Linked DNA regions of Pan troglodytes: region 2 is linked to region 1. The links are chromatin contacts, called in public capture Hi-C maps. All regions are on one chromosome and are shown on one strand. Each heading gives the region's core, a stretch centred on a gene start, on an enhancer-like site or on the middle of the called end of the contact. The rest is flanking DNA. Distances are from core to core; before and after follow the strand shown. Region 1 overlaps GNAS (GNAS complex locus). Region 2 overlaps ZNF831 (zinc finger protein 831).

What was found. Capture Hi-C pulls out chosen DNA fragments and counts their contacts.
Region 2: a capture Hi-C map of stem cell-derived neural stem cells shows a contact between it and region 1, with 7 times the contacts expected there. The contact joins two enhancer-like sites. A contact is called at or near these places in 4 of 7 Hi-C or Micro-C datasets (blood, induced pluripotent stem cells, a lymphoblastoid cell line and 1 more), 1 of 1 datasets of contacts at active chromatin or transcription factors (stem cell-derived excitatory neurons) and 1 of 1 other capture datasets (stem cell-derived neural stem cells).

The regions. Positions count from the first base shown.
Region 1 is chr21:65,162,207-65,167,999 of NHGRI_mPanTro3-v2.0_pri, reverse strand. The region is part of intron 1 of GNAS (GNAS complex locus); the gene reads right to left. The region is part of intron 1 of LOC104003639 (neuroendocrine secretory protein 55); the gene reads right to left. Among named protein-coding and RNA genes, the nearest start is that of GNAS, 29 kb to the right of the region's middle. Within about 2 kb of position 2,554, at least 2 of the 24 cell types and tissues checked have an H3K27ac peak or open chromatin away from gene starts, as enhancers often do. A contact at or near this core is called in stem cell-derived neural stem cells, where this site is marked.
Region 2 is chr21:65,519,454-65,525,566 of NHGRI_mPanTro3-v2.0_pri, reverse strand. The region is part of intron 6 of ZNF831 (zinc finger protein 831); the gene reads right to left. Among named protein-coding and RNA genes, the nearest start is that of EDN3, 80 kb to the left of the region's middle. Within about 2 kb of position 3,231, at least 7 of the 24 cell types and tissues checked have an H3K27ac peak or open chromatin away from gene starts, as enhancers often do. A contact at or near this core is called in stem cell-derived neural stem cells, where this site is marked.

The sequences.
Region 1 (5,793 bases), core at 1,305-3,804:
CTTAGGGTTTGCTTTGTTTTGTTCTGGATAATTATCAAATTTAAAAATTTATGATTTTTTTTTTTTAAAGAACTAGAAGGTTCTCTGTGTGCCAGACTTTCTAAAACAAAACAAAACCACTTAGTGGGATAAGGCATGTGAAAACACTTGTGCTCCATGAAGTGTGCTACATGCAGTGTGTTCCTAACTTTAAAATAAAACAAAAATTGGACCATCGTTTTAGAATCAGGAGATAAACACTTGGGAAAGCAATAAGAGGTGAGAGGGCAGTGGTCAGAGCTCAGAGGGTGGTGGTGGCCCCCGTCTTGGCACACAAGAGAGGCCTCTGTCCCAGCTCTTCTGGTTGGCACTTGAACGAACAAGGGACCTCATGGGGCAGTGAGATGGGGAGGAGAGGATGCCCCAGCCTGGATTGTGAACCTGCCTCTCCTCCCCGTACTCCTGTCCCGTCTAGCCAGCCTGGCCCCTCAGCTGTGCCAGCCACACCCTCCTTGGCAGCGCTCCACCCCCTGCCTGGTAGAAGGATAATCACTTGCAACCTGATCCTCTCCTCTGTTCTGGACTAGAAGTTCCTAGAGGGCAAGGACCCCATTTGGTGCTTAGAGCTAAACTTGGCAAAGGCACTCTTTTCTTTTTTCTTTTCTTCTCTTTTTTCTTTTCCTTTCTTTTCTTTTCTCCCCCTCCCTCCTCTCTCCCTTCCTTCTTCCTTCCTTCTCTCTCTCTTTCCTTTCCCTTTTTTTTCCTCCTCTCTCTCCCTTTTAATTTTTGTTGTTGTTGTTGTTGTTGTTGTTTTTTAGACGGAGTATCATTCTTGTTGCCCAGGATGGAGTGCAATGGCACAATCTCGGCTCACTGCAAACCCTGCCTCCCGGGTTCAAGCGATTCTCCTGTCTCAGCCTCCCGAGTAGCTGGAATTACAGGCATGCGCCACCATGCCCAGCTAATTTTGTATTTTTAGTAGAGATGATGTTTCTCCATGTTAGTCAGGCTGGTCTTGAACTCCTGACCTCAGGTGATCTGCCCACCTCGGCCTCCCAAAGTGCTGGGATTACAGGCGTGAACTACTGCTCCCTTTCAAATTTTTAAATTTAATCTCTATTTACTTCTTTCCTTCCGTTTGCACCTTAATTTCTCTTTGTCTCTCTCTTTCAACAATAAACAACTGGCCAAAGGGAATTGGTTTTAATTTCTGAGTCGTTCACAAGGACCCCGGGATTTCAAAAGATCAGAGAAGGAAAAACAAAGGGAGGGAACCTCAATTCTTTCCCTGCTCTTCCCCGCTAGCGAAAGGACTGAACAAGTGAAAGAACTGTGAAAGGACGCTGGCGAACATGGACGAGCTCTAAGGAAACTGTCCTGTAGTGTGTGTGTGTGGAGCAGGGGGATTAATAGGAAACTGCACACCATGATTCATGCCCTCTCAAAACTATGCATACACCTGAGTAAAGAACAGGGGGAGATAATGATCAGTAAAATCACAGCAGGGTGAGGGCAGGCTGGGGGGATTTCCTGTAATATTATGATGTCATTTTAACAATAAATACAACTAGAAGAAAAGGCGCCCGGCCAAGTGTGGGATGTGGGTTCCATGTCATGTGGGAAGCGAAAGTGGGCAGTTGGGCCCCAGAAGGGAGAGTTCTAAGAGGGTGTGGTTCCCTCTAAGGGAGGGATTTGTGCGTCTGGCGCAGGGAGAAGACTGACCAAGAAAGCCACCAAATAAACAGACCAAACCCCCAACCACCCCTCCCCTGAGAAAAGCACAGAATGGCTGTATTGGTGTTAAAAGTAAGGTCCCCGGGACCCAAGACAGGATGAGAGCCCCAACCAAAACACCCTGGAAACATGGGGCTTTTTTTCCATTTGGGCATCCTACATTTCATCTAGAGAATTCCAAGATCCCAATTTCTGAGAGCAGACCCAGCCATTCTGAGCTCTCTGCTGACCTCTGGTGGGGAGGAGCTCCCATGGCCCAGGAAAGGTTGGAAAGAGGCAGCCACCTGCCCTGGCCTCCTCTGTTCCCCACGGTCTACAGGGTCACCTGCCCTCAGCCACCACTCAGGGCTAGAAGTCAGGGACTGTGAGGAGAAGAAAGTGCAAGAAAAGCTTTAAAGAATCCTCAGAGGAATATGGGCATAAGAGAATCATGTTGTAGGAAAGTTATCAAGTAAAAGAAAAATTTTTAAATAGATGGGTGGGAGGGACGTTTACCTTAAATCAACCCTGTGTATTCAGTTTCTTTAACTTTGCAATTTTAAGAGAGAGGGGAGAAAGAATGTGTATATGAATGGGGTATGGAGGGTAAATTTGATCAGAAAGAAATAAATTCCCATTGGAGGACTTTGTAGGTCCTTGTGTGGGAGGCCTGTGTGGCCCTTCTCAAATAGATGACCTCATCATTTTCCAGCTGCTGGGTGGGGTGGTGCGGGGGGCAGAAATGGAAGGGAATGGCAACGGTACCTGTTCTTGGAACCAAGGAATTTGACCCAGACACCATCGGACCCAGCTTCCCCTCCCGTGGAAACGAGGCCTAAAGAAGCCAGAAGTGGCCTGCCCCAAGGCAGTGCTGAGCCTGAGATGGACAGTAGGGGTCCCATCCTTAGAGAGGACACCTTCGCTAGTGAGAATGCCCCGGTATGCCGTGAAGCACTGAGAAGTGGAGAGGGGTTGAGGAGGGGAAGAACTTAAAACTAGCCCTGAGGGCTCAGAGATCCTGAAAAACACAATGATGCTTGCATGAATGGAAAAGCAATGATGTATCCCTAGCAAGTCCCTTCTCTGTAAACAATCATTGACCATGCACCTCAAATTCTACTTCATCTCTCCATATTGTCTTAAATGCTAACTTCTCCAGGTAGGCCCCTTAGATTTCCCTGGTGGAAACTGGAGCTCTGCTCACCTATGAACCTCTTTTCTAGCCCTTGATTGAGGTGTGAAAGAGTTTACCACCAAACTCTGCTCCCACAAAGATTCTCCCGGTGATTGGGACCCAGAAACTATTAATTATTTACCAAAGGACAACAGAGGGCCCTACCATTTGATTTCCTATACAATCTGCCATTTTGGAACAGACATTTAAAAAAGTTTGTGTTGGATAGGGGGTTGGCATACCTCATCTATTGAAACTTTATAAGATAATTACATAAGTTTTAAAGTGAGAAAGACATCCCTCCTGTTTTTTCAATTGAGAAAAACTAGAACCAGGGATTTGTCCAAGATCTCAGGACCAGTTCCCAGGAGAACCGGGGCACCAGGGCTGTGAATCTGGAGGTTACCTGATCGTGTGCTTTCCTGCCTTGGCTAAGATCTTCAGATCCACTCGTTAAAAGTTGCCGGGATTTGTCCTTAGATGTCAATTGCTCAACTGAAACCTTTTAAAAACATTCCTCAGCCTTAGGGGCAGGGGCCGTGTCCTTGGGAAGGAGGATTTAGGGAGGGGGATGCGGGTTCTGCCTTAGGCGCCGGCGCAAGGGTGAATTTTTGAAAGCCAGGCTGTCAATCGTAAAAGCCGAGCGCCATCTGCCAGCCGGTTCTGAGTAGCCTTGCTTTCTTTCATTGTTTCCACTTCCCAGCCCTGAATAATTTGTGTTCTCATTTATTTCCCTCCAAAAAAAAGGTAGTTCCTGCTCAGAAAGCCCCTCCAAAATAAGAACCCTATTTAAAAATAAATCTTAGAAGAGAGTGAGAGAGCGAGAAAACAAAGGAAAAGTGAGAAAGAAATTCGAGAACTCCTTAGGAGGCTGCTTTCCGTTCTCCCCTTTCTGGATTGTGAAACTTCTGAGAAAATGAGAGATGAGCCCCCTTTCTTCAACTAAGGCAGCCCTAATGGTCTTGCTTCTTCTTTCTGACCTCTCACCTTCTTGTGGCAGAGCAGATGCCCCACTTTGAGCCTGCCTTAACATCTGAAATCAGACCCTAACTCTGGGGAATCAAGATTGCAGGGCCAGAAAAAAAAAAAAAAGCTGGCTGCGGTGGTTCATGCCTGTAATCCCAGCACTTTGGGAGGCCAAGGTGGGCGGATCATCTGAAGTCAGGAGTTGGAGACCAGCCTGGCTAACATGGTGAAACCCCGTCTCTACTAAAAAGACAAATATTGGCAGGGCACGGTGGCTCACGCCTGTAATCCCAGCACTTTGGGAGGCTGAGGCAGGCGGATCACCTGAGATCGGGAGTTTGAGACCAGCCTGACCAACATGGAGAACCCCATCACTACTAAAAATACATAATTAGCTATGTGTGGTGGCGTGCGCCTATAGTACCAGCTACTCAGGAAGCTGAGGCAGGAGAATTGCTTGAACCTGGAAGGTGGAGGTTGCAGTGAGCCAAGATCATGCCACTTCACTCCAGCCTGGGTGACAGAGCAAGACTCCATCTCAAAAAAAAAAAAAAAAAAGAAAGAAAGAAACAGGAGAGGTGTCCACTATCTGCTATATGTTAGCTTAAGTCTGAGGCTGAGATGCCTGCAAGCCTTTTGGATTCATCCCTGGCACCTGAGTTCCAAGTCTCAATCTCAAGCCTCCTTTCTCAAGCTGTCCCTGTCCTGCCCCCATCTTGTGTCTTGACTTTCTCATACATAAAGCTGAACACAGAGATACCCTCTGCTTCTTCCCTGACAACTCATCAAATTTAAGGTGCTCTCCTGACCATGGCAGGACCCCAGGAATACTTGGCAGAATCATTCCTAAATGGGGCCTCGTCAATACTTTCAAGAATCAAACTTTAGCCTTTTCCCGATGTCAGCTTGGCAAATTCATGGAATCCTAGAATAAAGTTCTAGAATCAACCAAGGTCCCAGGAATGAGAACCCCCAACTTCTAACCCAGTGCTGTTTGTACTATTCTAGGACCCTCCCAAAGAGCTGGAGCTCCTCTGCCCACAGCCTCCCCCATCAGACCAGACCTATGGTAGAAGACAGCAAGGAGTAAACGCTGTAAGCTCACAAACACCAAACTGCCCTAGGATGAACGATTTCGTAAGAGCGCTCCAGAATGACTGGATCCCATCAGGAACATTTCCAAAGACTCCCACTCAGAAAGGGGAGCCCTCCTGGGAGTGTCCATCCTAAAACCCACACTGGCCATTTGTTTTGCAAAACAAAATGATCTAATGTGCTTCCTTTTAGCAGCTAAAAATGCTTAATTATAAATAGCTAGAAGTTTTCTGGCAATCCAACTTTTAAAAATTTTCCCCTAACGTCTGGCATTTGTTTTTGGGTTCTGCCCTGAGTCTTCTAAGCATTTGCTTGGAAAGATGTTGCACTTTCACAGGCAAAATTTCAAAATCAACATTCAAGACGCTTGCCTTTGGTAATTTCTAGGATTCTGCAGTAAGGAGGTTTTATAGTTAGGGGACACTTTGCTTAGCTGAACTTGTGACATAAAAAGCTAGTCTTCAGACAAGTTTTGATTTCAAATGATATTTTAAATTTTACATGTCTGATATATAATTTATCAAACTACCAATATATTTCTACACCTTCCCCTAAAGAAATCCTAATAGTAAAAGCTAAAGTGTTGAAATACACCTGCATGTCTGGAGTGGAGAGTGGTTATTGTCTATCTATTTATTTATTTTTCTGGCCTTTGCAATGAAGTCAGAGGTCATAAATTTGAAACTCCCTAGGGAAAAAAAAAAAAAGAAAAAATCTCCTTTGTTTGAAAAAATTAGATCCCTAATGAATCTGTTTCAGTTGTTACAATCAGATGTTTCAATTTGAAAACCTGATGAGATGAATTCAGATGTTACAATCAGAAAACTCTATAGAAAGACCAAATGGGGGCAAAAATATAAATGTGT
Region 2 (6,113 bases), core at 1,982-4,481, 360 kb before region 1:
GCAGCTTGCTGGCCGAGCAACTCACTGAGCACCTCTACCCATTAGGAAGCAGATCAGGTTGTGATCGACATCTGTGCTGTGTGTTCAGCAGCCATGCCCCACCTCAGTTCTCCTTTAGAGAACATCCCTCCTCAATATAAGCTGGGTGACTTGTGACCACTGCTTTTCATCTCTTGGAGTGAGCATATTCCACCCCCCTGGCCAAGTAGAAGGTTCAGGGCCAGGCATAAGACCCACACTGATGCTGGGATTTTGAACAGAAAGTAGGTAGGATATAAGCCAGGGCCATGGGGCCACCACATGCCTAGGGATGAAGGCAACCCAAAGGAACGTCTACTCTGATTTGAAGAGGGATCAACAGAGCCCTGGTCACATTGTTTACATCCCTGGATCCAGCTGGAGCTACCCTGGGCTCTTTCATCACATGAGCAAACAAATTCCCTTTTGTGCTTAAACCTTTTTGAGCTGGGTTTTAGTCTCTTTCTACCAAGAATGGTAACCCACACCATTCTCCTAACTCTTACAGACATTGCACGATTTCCCTGATGCCCCAGAGAATGAGATGGGTGAACTCCATGGAGGCCCGCTGGCCCCCACCACCCTCCTAACCATAATAAAGGTGGACTAAAGTTTACCTCACGTCATCTAATGACAGACTTAAAATTCAGAGTTTGATCGTCTGCTCCTGTCCCCTGGAAAACCATCTAATGTGTCTGCATATGAGCCACAAATCATGACTCTGATGAAAGAAGCCAGTCTTTTCTATAAAGAGGCATTTCCAACAGACGTTGATTAATCTAGTTTCTCATCCTTCTAAGCAAAATAATAGAGAAATCATCATTTTCTGCCTTATCAAACTACACAGATGACTGCTTGGTGACTCCACAAATTTATTGAGTAGTGAAACTGGAAGCAAAGAAGAAATATGCCCTGCGTCCTCAGAAGCACTGAAAGACTTGAGCTGTCAGGACCAAAGCAAGTCTTGCTAAACCAGCCGTGGAAAATCCAAGGCGAGATTGGGAAAGGTAAACACAAAACCTAACAAAATAAAAAAGAACAACTTCTTCTTCAAGGAGACTTCCAGAGTAAACCACGTTAAGTGGGTTTTCTTAGCTTTAATGCAGAGTTACTTAAAATTGACCAAAAAATGTTCCCCATTTCTTAAGTTAAAAAAAATATACATGCATTGAACCTATAATGGAATATTACTTAAATGAATCCAGATTAATTGAAATTAAACACAATGGAACACAACAGATATAGACTAATGAAAAGACTAATAAAGAGCTTTTCCCCCACCAGTTAAAAGCATGCAGTATTCTACTCTACAGAATGAAAAAGGAAAAAAAAAATCACAAAATTTAAAAACCCTACAAATCCAGGAAGCAATTTTTAAAAATATTGTTTTCATATTAAAACATACAAAACCAATTACTTTTCAACCATTAATGCAGGGACTTTTAAAAATCAATAACATATTTAATTTGTTTGGACAAAGATGAATGAGAATACATGTCTTTGGTTCTCAGTATTCTCTCTGGGCTGCCCTTTTGGAATCACTGTAGCAAGTAATTCCTGTTGTTGTTTTCTCGATTAGATTGAACGACTATTAAACCTTCTCTGTTCAACTGTAAACCCTCAACATTTTAAGAAACAATCGAAAGTCAGAGGAATGTGCCTGATTTGCCTCTCAAGAAACAATGTCTAATGCCTAGCAGTTGCCCAGCAAACAGCTACTGAATGCATGGCTGCTTGAAGGAGTGAAGCTATTAGGGCTGGATGAAGTGCAAAGAACAGTCGGATTCGTCAAGGCAATGGGGCAATTAGAGTATATCAGATGATCAGGGCATCAGGGTAAGCCATCAGGAGGGAACAAAAGAAGGCTGGGATGGGACGAGGCAGAAGAGGCGCCCCCCCCACCCAGTGCTCTTCTGCCCTAGGGTGCAGGAGAGTGTTGGCCTCCTGGAATACATGAGAAGTCAGCTTGGAAGAGGATGCTACCAAACCACGGATGAGAAGCCCATGGGCACCTCAAAGCACCCAGGTGGCGAGGTACCTGGGCTGGTGAGAAGCCGGGCGTGCAGAGCACACACTTGTTGGGAGGGGAAGCAGGTCTCTAGGAACAAGAGGCAGTCCCCCCACCCGCCACGCACCATCACATTTCCAAGGTGGCTTCTGAAGGCCTCCTGGTGCGAGGGTACTCAAAGTGGGTGCCCTCCTATATTCTCCCAGGGGGAACGGAAAAGAAGGACATGTTTCCCCGTAATCCATCCACCCCCAAAAGAGCGCTGGCCACACCGGTTTCAGTGTTTGGCTCAAGTGGCCTGGATGTGGGGGTGGTGGATGACAGGGAGAGATGACTCCTTCCTTCCTCCCTCCTGCCCCGTGGCCTCCTGGCAGCCTTTGAAGTAAAGGTCTCAAACTAGCTGACTGTATTTGGGCCCAGATGGGGTATGTGTGCAAGTGCACGTCCGTGCGTGTATGTGTGTTTAAATTAGCACCCTGTAAAAATTGAGAGATTTTATTTAACGTGAAATCTGGGTTCTGCCTTCCCCGTAGAGCTAGATGAATACCAGCCTGCTGGCGTTCTCACCACACAACAGCCAAGGTTATATGATTCAAAGCACTCTTTCAAATTCTAGATATATTTTGTGTAGTGTTACTATCACCCCCATTTTACACATGGGGAAACCGAGGCACAGAAGAGCTGAGACACGTCCCTAGGATGACATGACTACAGGTGGTGAAACTCGGCCGCGAGCCCGAGTGCTTTCCTCCGAGGCCTGTTCCCATAGCCGCTGGAGCACCGCTGCCTCTGCTGGGAGGCTGCTGCCGGCTCGTTCCTCCTGCATCTCTCTGTTAAAACGTTTGCTTATTAACATTTTTCCATGTGCTTTTAAAAAACATGGCTAGTTCTGAAAGAGAACCAGTGTGTCTGCAAGCTGGAGAGGAAGGAACCATCGCACACACTTGGCAAGCGAAGGGTCCGGGAGTCCTGGTCACCGTGCAGCGATTGGGAGCCTGCATTTTGCGGCAGAATCCTGGATTCTGCTTTACATCCCTGCGGACAGAGAGCACCCAACAGAGCCTTCGGCACCTCGTTTTGTCCTTTTTCTTCTTTCACCCCCATCTCTCACCCTGGTCCTGGGAAACTGAAATAATGTCCCCCCTCCGACCTCCTCCAAGGCCCCCTTCCTGCCTCCTCCTGTTCTCAGCTGGGGCTCCTGCCTCCCCTCTTCGTGAACATTCTTACTCTTGCATTTCTGGGTGGCGTTTATGTGAGGGCAGTGAAACATTATCCACAGGCTGGGGTCGTCTGGTGCGGGGGCCGTGACGACAGTCGCTTGCTCAGCGGGGGGTCCCAGCCGATTTCCAGAAGCCAAGGAACTAGGATCAAAACCCTGCTCTCCCTTCCTTCGGCTTCAGCCTGCTCCCTTGGTTCTACCACGGAAACCCCTACGAACATAAAATACATTTGTACCGCCAGGTCCCTGGTATTCAGAGCAGGTGCCCCTGATTGCACGAGTCTGGGGTCCGCCCGCCTCCCCCCCAGACCGACCCCAGGCCGTGCTGCGCCGCGGAGCGAGGAGGGAGCCGGGCTTCGGCGGTGCCCGCGATGGGCGCTAGGGGGCCCCCGCGGAGCTTGGAAGGCGGCTTTGCTGTAAATCCCAGCCCTCTGCGCTTTTTTCCGGGTAATAAATTCACAAGGCTTGTTTTTTAACCCCCACCAGAGGTTAAAATAGTTTCATAAAAAGTTTTGGTAAATTCATGGGTAACTTTTGAGGTTATGTGAGGTTGTTGTCACACACACAAAAAAAAAAAAAAAAAGAGAGAGAAAAACAGAGCCTTTTTTCTCTGCTCCTGCAAGATTGAGGCTTGGCGCCGGCGGGGGCGGAGGGGGCCCGGGCTTTGTGTTCTTCCAGAAGCATCCACGTGGCTAGGCGGCTCTCCAGGCCCCCGGGCGCCCACCCACCGGGGTAGGGGGGTCTCGGGAGCGCCCAGCCAGGGGTCCGCACCCAGCCCGCCGCCCGCCCGGGCACCCTGCAGCCTTCCCGAGGCTTCGCTGAGCTCGACCCCCAGCCCAGCCCAGCCCAGCCCGTGGGGCGAGTGGGGTTCGGGGCTCTGCGTTGATCGCTTCCTGCCATGCCCGGGGGAATAAAGCAAAAGTTAGAGCCCCTGAGTAGGGGTTAAAAAGAACTTTATCAGATTGATAAGCCGGGAGACAGGAGGAGGCAGAAAGAAAACAGCGCAGTTAAGGGAGGGGGCGTCGCACATTAACTATGATTCAGACTCCAATGCACTGAGTTCATTTTTCAATCTGCCTTTAGCTAGGGGGAAAAAAATAAGGAAATTATGGAAAATTGAGAAATAAACATCTCTGAGAGTGCTTTGCACCCGGGGGTGCTTAATGAACACTTAATAATTTCAAACGCTAGTACTTAGAAAAATGGCTTTTGTCCGTTCCCGGCACGCCAGGTGCCTCCTAGCAAAACCGGAAAGCTGAAAATGACTGAAAATGATCGCTAATGTCTATGTGGAGGGTGGTACAAAAATCACTTGTTCATGTCCTTTGGAAGTTAAGGAAATAAGCAAGCCAAAATTTTAAGAGTTTTAGCAAGGGAAAAACCTTGGAACTGAGCTTGCATTTCTTTTCCTCAACGTATGAACTTGGGCAAGACTCCTAATTAGGACGGGGCTGGCCACACATCACCTCCTGACCCCACGGGGCCATACTGAAAATTAGATGAGGAAAAACATTTGGAGGAAACTCTCAAAATGCTACTGCAGGAAGCAATGGTTGTTTTTGGAGCAGATTCCCCATGCTCCCTGCCAGCAGCCAGCAGTGGGGTGAGGGCCAGTGTGAACCATTTACCTAGAGGACGATGGGGTCCCTACAGGAGCACAGTATTGCCAGGGAGGCCTCTGGGACGAGTTGGAGCTTGGAGGATTATTCCAGTTTCGTCATTTTCTCAACCTGGAGGGCAAGTCTCACCCCGGCAGGAAGAGCACCATAGGCATGCATGTAGCACAAACTCAAGGGCCCAGAATGTACTCCCGAATCCCTACGAGCTCCCTGCTGGGGAAAGTATGGACCTGCACCATTCACTGCCTCCCTCCTTTGGCTTGAAGACGTCTTGTCCAGACCTGGGGGGGAAATTCAGTGTATGCTCACCCCTGCCACCTCCCAGCCATGATAACCACACACTGTAAAGTCCTTTGTAGTTCACACAGCACTTTCACAGTCACTGTCTCATGTAACTTGAGCCTCTCCTCAATCTCAAGGGCAAATGAGTCAGGTATTCCTGGACAGGCTTCATGGGGTTCTTGGGCACCAGATTAAATGAATTATGGACTCAGAAACTCCAGCCCCATTCTACAGATGAGGACCTGAGACAATGAGAAGGAACAAATTTTGCCCAAAGAACTAGTAAAAGTCAAGACTCAAACCAATTCCTCTAAATCCAGAAAGCAAAATTATTTATCCTGTACCAGCCTTGGCCTCAAAGGAGGCTGAGAGAGAAAGGGAAACATTAGGCTTTCCAAGGTTAATGGAGTAAGGTGGTTGAGGAGACTTTGGAGTGTCTGGCATCAGAAGGAGCAGATTCTTCTTTAAAAATAACAATAAAAACAGAATTGTGTTCTCAAATTCTAGCTAGATGTTGAGACCCAACCTCTTTCTCTCTGATTAAAAGGGAGGTTAGGAAGGGGTTTAGGCAAGTGTTAAAGATGGAATCAAAACAAGACTTTCTCCATGGCATGATCAAGAGGCTTGAGAGGGAGTTGAGAGGAGAATCGCCTTCCCATTATGAGTCAGTGTCACTGAAGGTGTCTCTCTGTAGCCCCTAAAGTTACTTCTCCCCTAGGTTCCACTCACACCTTAGTTAGAATTAATCCTACAGGCTCATCTGCCTCCAAACCAAAAGGGCCTGGCCCCTTGTGAAGACCAGGCAGCAGGTGGGTGTCGGGGAAACAGACCCCGCAAGGCGCACCTAGTGCCTCCATGATTTTGTTGAGGGTGAGTCTTGCCTTTTGTGTCCCATTTGTAGCCTGTTGAGTTCCATCCCTGAGATCCTCATTTTTCTTCCTGCCTCATCCACTGATTCTATTTGGCT